3 separate regions of the Macaca mulatta genome follow, and regions 1 and 3 are each linked to region 2. A link is a contact called in public Hi-C data. All regions are on one chromosome and are shown on one strand. Each heading gives the region's core, a stretch centred on a gene start, on an enhancer-like site or on the middle of the called end of the contact. The rest is flanking DNA. Distances are from core to core; before and after follow the strand shown. Region 1 has its middle 100 kb from the start of SSBP2. Region 2 overlaps ATG10 (autophagy related 10). Region 3 holds the start of SSBP2 (single stranded DNA binding protein 2).

What was found. A called contact is a pair of places that touch in the nucleus more often than the background predicts.
Region 1: a Hi-C map of fetal cortical plate shows a contact between it and region 2, with 3 times the contacts expected there. The contact joins two enhancer-like sites. A contact is called at or near these places in 2 of 14 Hi-C or Micro-C datasets (fetal cortex germinal zone and fetal cortical plate).
Region 3: a Hi-C map of fetal cortical plate shows a contact between it and region 2, with 2.3 times the contacts expected there. The contact joins the promoter of SSBP2 here to the enhancer-like site in region 2. A contact is called at or near these places in 2 of 14 Hi-C or Micro-C datasets (fetal cortex germinal zone and fetal cortical plate).

The regions. Positions count from the first base shown.
Region 1 is chr6:88,162,586-88,165,297 of T2T-MMU8v2.0, reverse strand. No RefSeq gene overlaps it. Among named protein-coding and RNA genes, the nearest start is that of SSBP2, 100 kb to the right of the region's middle. Within about 2 kb of position 1,312, at least 38 of the 40 cell types and tissues checked have an H3K27ac peak or open chromatin away from gene starts, as enhancers often do. A contact at or near this core is called in fetal cortical plate, where this site is marked.
Region 2 is chr6:88,534,159-88,536,876 of T2T-MMU8v2.0, reverse strand. All of the region lies in intron 5 of ATG10 (autophagy related 10), which reads right to left. Among named protein-coding and RNA genes, the nearest start is that of RPS23, 47 kb to the left of the region's middle. Within about 2 kb of position 1,461, at least 7 of the 40 cell types and tissues checked have an H3K27ac peak or open chromatin away from gene starts, as enhancers often do. A contact at or near this core is called in fetal cortical plate, where this site is marked.
Region 3 is chr6:88,061,911-88,064,610 of T2T-MMU8v2.0, reverse strand. SSBP2 (single stranded DNA binding protein 2) reads left to right here and starts at 1,354. Exons shown (of 17, transcript NM_001260682.1): 1 at 1,354-1,540. The coding sequence starts at 1,479.

The DNA of each region.
Region 1 (2,712 bases), core at 63-2,562, 370 kb after region 2:
TATCATAGTGGGATAATGAGTAATATTAATCTCTTCAGAGATATTTACTCACTCCGACTTATTTTTGAAGAGTAGAGGAGTGTTGCTGCACCCACAAGTGGACAGATATTGAACTCAGCCGCCCCATCTGCCTTGACATCACGTGGGGTATTACCGTAACCCCCTTTCTGTTCTCCCCTGTTTCAGTGCAGTACAAGTGGCTTTCCAAAGCAGATACAAAGTTATTCTCAGTGTCTGAAGTTCCAGCTCCTCCACAAAAGCCTGTGGCCCCCAAGTAGCACCACTTCATGAATGCCTGTGTCTCAACTCTGCAAGGCCGACCTTGTCCTCTCCATCATCTGAGCGGGACTGACCCTGTCCGGGTAAAACTATGGAACGGAAAGGGTTAATCAGAGTCCCCAGGAGCTGGGGGAGCACCTGGAGCATCTCAGCAGGGGAGCAACTGGAAACCACAAACATCAAACTGTGCTGCTGCAACTTGAACTAAACGCCGAGACCTGGCCGAGGGAGTCAGTTAAGCTTAGACCAAATGGTCTTAATCAAGGTATCAGAACAGACCTCTCAAAGACAGAAATGATGGTATATCCCGGCCCTCCAATCCTATGGATTTTTTTTTCATGTTGCAATTTAAGTCTCAGAATACATTTTATGACCCCAGTGCCCTTTATTCCGAAAGATGCCGTGAGATGTCTGCAGAAATGTCCTGCAGGACTGTGGAGAGCACAGTGGGCGTCCCGGCCCTCCCAGCTTTGCCTCGCCATCACTTCCAAATAACCTTTGTTGCGGGGTCGGGGGACCCAAAGCCACCTTCGCCCCTGTCCGTACATCCTCCAAACAAGCGGCAGCCAAGAGGCTGCAGGACCTACTCGCCGGCCCCCAGCCCCCTCCCCGCCCCCAGCTCTAGCTGCCCGCCTGCCGCCTTCGCAGCCCCTTCCTCACTCCCTACCCGGGGGGCCGTCCCCCTTATCGCCACCCGCCCACCCCCGCCCCCAACCAACCCCACAGGCACTCTCAGACCCCACCAGCACATTCCTAACAGCTCCAGCTTTCCAGGAAAGCAAAAAAAAAAAAAAAAAAAAAAAAAAAAGACCATAACATCACGGGCAGGTTTATTTGGGTTTGTTTGTTTGCTTGTTGGCTCGATTAAATACTCGTGGAAGGTGAACGTACCCCACACAGGAGAAGTTTGATGTTGACAAACTTCTGGTGGCAGCGAGACTGTGTCAGCACAACTTCCGGGATAATGAGAGCTGCTTTGCAGGGAGCGCGGCAGCCGCGGCGGGAGGCGGTCGCAGGACGGAACAGCAAATGCTATTCAGCCCGAGCAGTTTCAAGCCGCCCGAGCTGGGGAATTACTGTAGTCGAGCTACGGCTCCTACCACCGGCGCTGGATCTGGGCGCGCGTTAGGGGGGGAAGCTGCAGGCACAGGGCGCCGAGAGGGGAGCTTTCAAGTTACTTTGCTCCATCCCTGCACCCGGCAGAGGCTTGCAGGCTGCGTGGTAACTGCAAACATCTTGTTCCCTGCTTCTTTGGGCGGCCGCCCTGGAACCAACCAACTTTTCTCTCCCCCAAAACTCCCTCTTTGTTTCAAATAGGACTCTCCAAAATTTATTCTTGGGAAGACTGACAGCCGGGGTCAAGAAACAGCTGTTGAAGTTAATGTTTCTTCCTCCCACTTCGTCTGATGGTTGTGCCCTGCCAAGACAAAGTGAGAGGCACTGCCTGGTGGCTTCTTTAAACAGACATGCATTTAGCCAAAAAGGATTGGGGTGGGGGTATATTTTCTTGCTTAACATACAATCTGATCAGAAATGCAACAGCATGTGCCTTTCAACTTGTGCTGATTACTTGCTGAAAAGATGCTGTAGCTTTTAGTTTTGAACACTTTGAGCATTGGGGGCGGGGATGGCGGGAGAGTTAGTGGTTGACACTTTCCATGTTTTGGTAAAGGGGCTAAAATTTTAAACCCTCCTCCCTCTGATCCACCTCTGGCCCTCTAAGAAAGATAGAATGGCCTGGGGGAGGGAGAAAAGAGTTGCATTCCTTTGCAAGGTTTAAGTCACATTTTAAAATTCAAATCATTATGCAGAACAAGGGCTTGCCTAGAGCTAGGTAAACTGTTTTTATTTGGAGATGACCTAGGCCAAACCTTGGAGAGTGCTGGAGCTCCTGGTGGCTTTCTCCACACCAGGCCTGTGTCATCTCTCCTTTCCCAGTCCAACTCCTTTTCCCTTACTCAGAGGGCATATTCTAGGGGGAAGCTGCCCTGTTCTTTTGTGCTGCCTTCTCCAGGGTGAAGGCTGATTTTAACACCGCCCTTCCTCCCCTTAGCATTTTAGAGCCCCTGTGAACTGCTGAGAGGCCCCTTGGGGCTGTCCTCCGGAGTTTCCCTTCTCCTAACTAGCATCTCCCAGGCATCTACCCTTCTGTCCTGGGGGTAGGTGGGTGGGAACTCTATTCCTTCCACATCAGAGAGCTTAACCACTCTTCTAACCCACCCATTCTCCTTTGGGAGTGCTGGGCTCATTTGGCCTCTCTCAGATGAAATTATATGAAGACATAAAAGGCCTTCCCTCTCCAACCAGGTTATCCTGTCACCACATCGCAATGCAGTGCCATCACAAAGTGATATTGCATCAGGCCCAAGGATATTTTAGGAAGCTCTCAAGCTGGGTCCAACAAGCCTTCCATGCAGGCATCGGGACCACACT
Region 2 (2,718 bases), core at 212-2,711:
TCATAGGTTTATAATGATTAGATGTAATGCATGAAAAGATAGCAGGCCAGTAATAGTGCTATGCATAAAATGCTCCCTTCAAAATCTTTATTTGCATTTCTATTACTGAAATCATTTCCTAATAATGAAGTTGCTATAAGAGAAGCTCCATTACTAAGGAATCACTGTTACAGAAACAATGTTATTAAAGTATTGCTGTGTACAGAAACTTTTATTAGGATGATACAAGTTATACATCATTGTAATAAAGCTTCCATTATAATCCTAATTGCATAAAGCTGTGTTTGAGTATAGCAATGCTAGAGCTGTAGGACTTTTAATAAAGTATCAAAATAATGCTTTGGTAATAGGATTGTTTGAAATACTAATACTTCAGGGAAGACTGAACTGAGTAATGGGTGATGTTTATTTCACTGATTATACATAGTCTACCAAGAATTTAGAAAGGAAAAAAAAAGAAGTAAAAAGAACCCTCATGTACCTAGTAACATGCAGTGTGGAAACATATGTGTTGAAGCATATTCACCAGCTCTCTTTAACATAACAACTACCTATTTCCAATTCACTCATTGGTACAAGATAGCAAGCTGCTAATATGGTCATTTATAACTGTGGTAATTAAAAGATTTTATGTTCAGATCTACAGAGAGCTGGCAATCAAAAAGTTAACACACTTACTTAAATATGCCCACAAATACTCACACAGTCACATCTTGGAAATTGCCTGTTATAAAAACCATTAAAGAAATGTGAATTTGGCAGTGGGGAGAGAGGGAGAGAGAGAGAGGGAGGGAAAGAGGGAGAAGGAGGGAGGGAGGGAGGGAGAGGGAGAGAGAGAAAGAAGAAAGAAAAAGAAAGAAGGAAGGAAGGAAAGAAGGAAGGAGGGAGGGAGGGAGGAAGGGAAGGAAGGGAAAGAAGGAAGGAAAAAAGAAAGAAAGAAAGAAGAAAGAAGGAAAGAAAGGAAGGAAGGAAGGAAGGAAGGAAGGAAGGAAGGAAGGAAGGAAGGAAGGAAGGAAGGAAGGAAGGAAGGAAGGAAGGAAGGAAGGAGAATAAATATGAATTGACTTTAAAGGGATGAATTCTTCACCTTCTTCCACTAAAGAAGTTAAATATGTATAACTCACTCTAAGATGCTACTCTATATTACAGATAAACAATATACCATAGTGATCCATCTGAGTTATAGCTAGAAGTTAGTATCAGACTTAGGTTCACATTAGAGAATGTTAGCATATTCCTCTAAATGTTTGTTTTTGCATTTGCTCTAATGGAGTCCAGTATTCCCGTTCCCTCTGGAAACATTTATAATGTTGACCACCAGAGACCGCCAGAGAGCCATCCATCACCCAGTAGGCACGGAGACACTCCTTAATATACCTGCCATTGTGGAAACCGGCAAGGAAGGCACCAGGCTGTCTGTAAAGGGTTTTGGCATCGGTTAAGGCACCAGAGGCCATAGCCAGTAGCCCTGTTACAACCGCATTCTCTGTCAGATAATGAGGCCAAGGCCATTTTGATTTTGAGACCATTTGTGGCTTGCCTACAAAGCAGCAGCTAGACTGACCTGGAATCTGCTTGGAAAGCAAAGTGCTTTTACCTTTTCAAAGAGGATTTCCTTTCCTCTTGACCTGCCTTCCAGATGTGATGATCTGCAAACAGCTGGGTGGGGTTAATTTAGAATCCAGGAGGTTCATCTTCCCTACTGACTCAGATGATCAAAGGCAAATATGAGCATTTCCCTAATGTTATGGTCCCCAAATGTTTGTATTACCTGAGGGGTAGGTATAAGATTTTTTTGACCTATACAGTCAGCTGGCGTAAGTTATTTTTCAGAAGTCTAATATTTTTTCATTAAATATGATCAACCCAAACTACTTTGCACTAACACAGTGAGAAACTCTATTTCTGAAATACCCATAAAATTTGAAATTTCTTCACTTGGGAGTGTGTGACATTAAAAGGGTGCAAGGACTCAATTATCCTATTGGTCAATTAAATACCTGCAGAACAAAGCACCAAAAATATTGAAGAAATGTCAGCTTCCATGAATTTAATTGGAAATTTGAAATCAGGCAATTTTGAAAGAAACATTTAATTTCAGTCTTCATGTACGTTGGCAGTCTATAATACATAGATGTCCTTATTTTTAATACATGGGAGGCGGACACCCCAATCTTTTTAATCAGGCATTTCAAGGAAGGTCTAACTTCCCCTTGTGACAGGAATAGCATCCTTACATCAAAGTCTCACACCAAAGTGGTAAAGACTTAAGAGGCCTGAATAAATGTTGACTGATGGATTTCTTCAGACACTGATTCCACCTTCACTGGCCTCCATTCCCCCACCTTCTCCACAAGCATTTTGTCAGTATTCCTCCAGCACAGCTTTCCTTTAAACACCCTCCTTTCACTCTATCTCCTTGAAGACAATCACTTCCACAGTGGGCTTTCACAAGCATCTCTTTCCCTCCAGCCTGCCAGAGCCTCCCACCTGCTTTCCTTTGCTTTAGAGCCTCTATTCTCTCCTTCCCCCTGCATGCAAATACCCGATTCATAGTCTCAACTACTAATTTTATGCCACTCCCTTGCTCAAAATTATTTCTAACTACTCCCTTGCTTATTAGGTAAAGCTGAACCTTTTTGGGGCCTGGATCCCTTTCAATATGCAATGAGAGCTATGGACCTCAGAATAATGCATAATGTACACAGGCTTTTGCCC
Region 3 (2,700 bases), core at 105-2,604, 470 kb after region 2:
ATGTGTGTGGAATAGAACTGTACTTTCCTCCACGCGAATCCTATTTCCCTCTCCTCCCATAGCTACTTCTTGTCTTTTCATCCTTTCCAGATGTCGCCCTGTCCCACCCCCATCTGTCCCCTTCTTCCCCGTGTGAAGCCCATCTTCTTTCTAACCCCATTTGCACCCGTCTGATTTTACAAACATTTCAACAACATAAAGGATGCAGAGTTCTACTGGGAACCAGGTTGTGTGTGTTTCTGAAACTTTTGCGCGTTTACTGAAATGGGATTAGGGATTTGGATACAGAAACATTCTCGGGCAGCCTTTCAGCCCTGGCACAGCTTTGTACACCTTGGGGCGCCCTGGGGCCTATTCTAACGGGCAAGGACAGGGAAGTCTTTCAAGACCTTTTCTGGCCTTTTCCACTCCAGGGGTCAGGATGAATAGCCATCACCGACCCAAACTGTTAAACCAGGCCGGGTGGGGAAGCCTGGGGCCCTCTTCTGCGGCAGATCTGGCGGGGTGTCTAGGGCGCCGCGGGGCTCCGTGCAAGGAGGGGTTAGGGCAGGGGCCGCTGCGGCCGCAGGAGTCACCGGGCCTCCTCGGGAGGTCCGCTCACCTCTTACAGAGGAGGCCGACCCCAGGCCGGGTGCTCCCCTGAGGCGTAGGGTGCGGCCCCGGGCGCCGCCACCGCAGCGGCGCCGAGGGCCGGAGGTGCAGTCCTTCCCCAGGAGAGAAGGCGAGTCGCTACCGGCCGCTCAGTCAGAAGGTCGAGGGAATAGCGCGGGTGTCTCTCGCCAGCCGGCCCTCTGGGAACAAGGCGGGGGCGACAACCCAGGGGGTAGGGCTGAGGACGGCAGAAATCAATCGTGGGTACCGGCGCGGGGTCACGCATAGGAGAGAAGCGGGAGAGGGGCTGATCGGGGCCCCAGGGCGGCTGGGGCCGTGGCTCTGTCTGTAGACTCGGCGGGCGCCCCGAAGTCTGGGGCCGCCACGGCTCCAGCTCCGCCGGCTCCGGCCGGAGACTCCAGGCCGCAGTTTCTCCTCCTCCCGGCGCCTTCTCTCCAGTGAGGAGCCGAGCGCGGGCGGCACGGGGGGAGGGGTGGCGGCAGAGAGAACAGCCAGTTGTTTAAAATCCTTCTAGAGCAGTTTCTAATTCCCCCCTTGCGCCCGGGTTCGGAGGGGGGAGGGGGAAGGAGAGCGGGTGGAGGGAGGAGAGCAGAGAGGGAAGGAGGGAGGGAGGGAGCCGGGGAGGGAGGGAAGGAGGGAGGAGACTGCCGCTGAGGCTGTAGCCGCCACCGCGCGCTTCGGAAGGCCGGAGGGAGGGGGAGGCCTGTCAGTCTCGCGCGTTGCCTGGGCGAAGGGGGCGGAGCTTTGGCGTGGGGCGGCCAATAGTGGGGGTGGCTGCGTGGGTCGCCATGGGGACGGGGCTGTTCCCGGGGAGGCTGTGATGGGTTGACAGGTGCGTGACAGTGGGAGCTGCTCTCGGCACAAGCATGTACGGCAAAGGCAAGAGTAACAGCAGCGCCGTCCCGTCCGACAGCCAGGCCCGGGAGAAGTAAGTGTCTCCGCTTCTCACCCACCTCCGCCTTCACACGCGCGCACACTCACGCACGCACTCGCACACTCTGGGAGACACAGACACTCTCCGCCCGGGGAGCGCCGGGGGTGGGCTGGCAGGGGGAGGGGTGCCGCGATGGGGGCGTGTGGTGCGGGGAGCGGCGCTTTCCCTGGAGGTGCGGGCGCGGGGCGGGCGGCCGCAGGGGGCTGTCGGCGGGAGGGAGCGGGTGTGTTGAGGGGCGGCGGTGGTGCTGGTGGCGAGGATGGAAACTTGTTTGGGTGATTGAGGGAAATAACCCGCGGGTTCACCTTCCAAAGTAACTTTAGAGCTGGGGTCCGGGGCTCCGGGGACCCGGGGAGCCGCCGGGGGTGGCGGGAGGGGCAGCTGCGTGTAGGAAGGCGTGCGGTGGGAATGTGGGTGTTTGGCGGGCCGGCCAGGGTCGGGGCCGGGGTCGGGGAGGGCCGCGCGGGGAGCGCGGCGGCGGGGGCCTGGGCGCTGGGGCTCAGGGCCGCGAGCGCGGGGCGAGGCGAGGGCGGCGGTGCCGGGCGCGCGGCGGGCGGAAGCCGGGCGTGGAGCGGCCGAGCGGGGCCCCGCGGGGCGCGGAGACGCGCGCGGGGCGCGGAGGGCGTGGGCTGGGTGGGCGTCCGGGCTTTCCTGGGCAGCTACTGACTCGGCGCCCGCAGTCCCTCGGGCCGCGCGGGGCGGGGGCGGGGGCGGGGGCGGGTGGGCGCCGGAGACGCCGCAGAAGTTTGGGAGTCGGAGAGGGACGAATTCCCGGGGAGCTAAAGTGTGCTGACGAGGAGCAGGATCCGCTGGAGGAGGCTGGCGTTTCTGCCTCTCGCAGCGGACCCAACTCCGCGGCGGCGGCTGGCGAACTTTTTGTGAGGCTGGCAGCCCCCGAGCGGTGGGAGGGGCGGGCCCGGCGGGGCGGTGGTCGGGGGCGCGCGGAGGGGAGTTGTGGGAGCCGCCGGGGGCGCCCGAGGAGGGCAGCTGCGGCGGGGAGGGGCAGTGGTCCGAAAAGGGGTTTGTGGGAGGGGAGAAGCGTTCAGGTGGGAAGGAGCCGCTTGGTTACAGTTGTGGGGAGATACAGGTGTTAACTTCGGTGGGAGCCCAAGAGGCGGCTGGCGAGAACAGAGCCCCTCCCGGCCCGGGATACC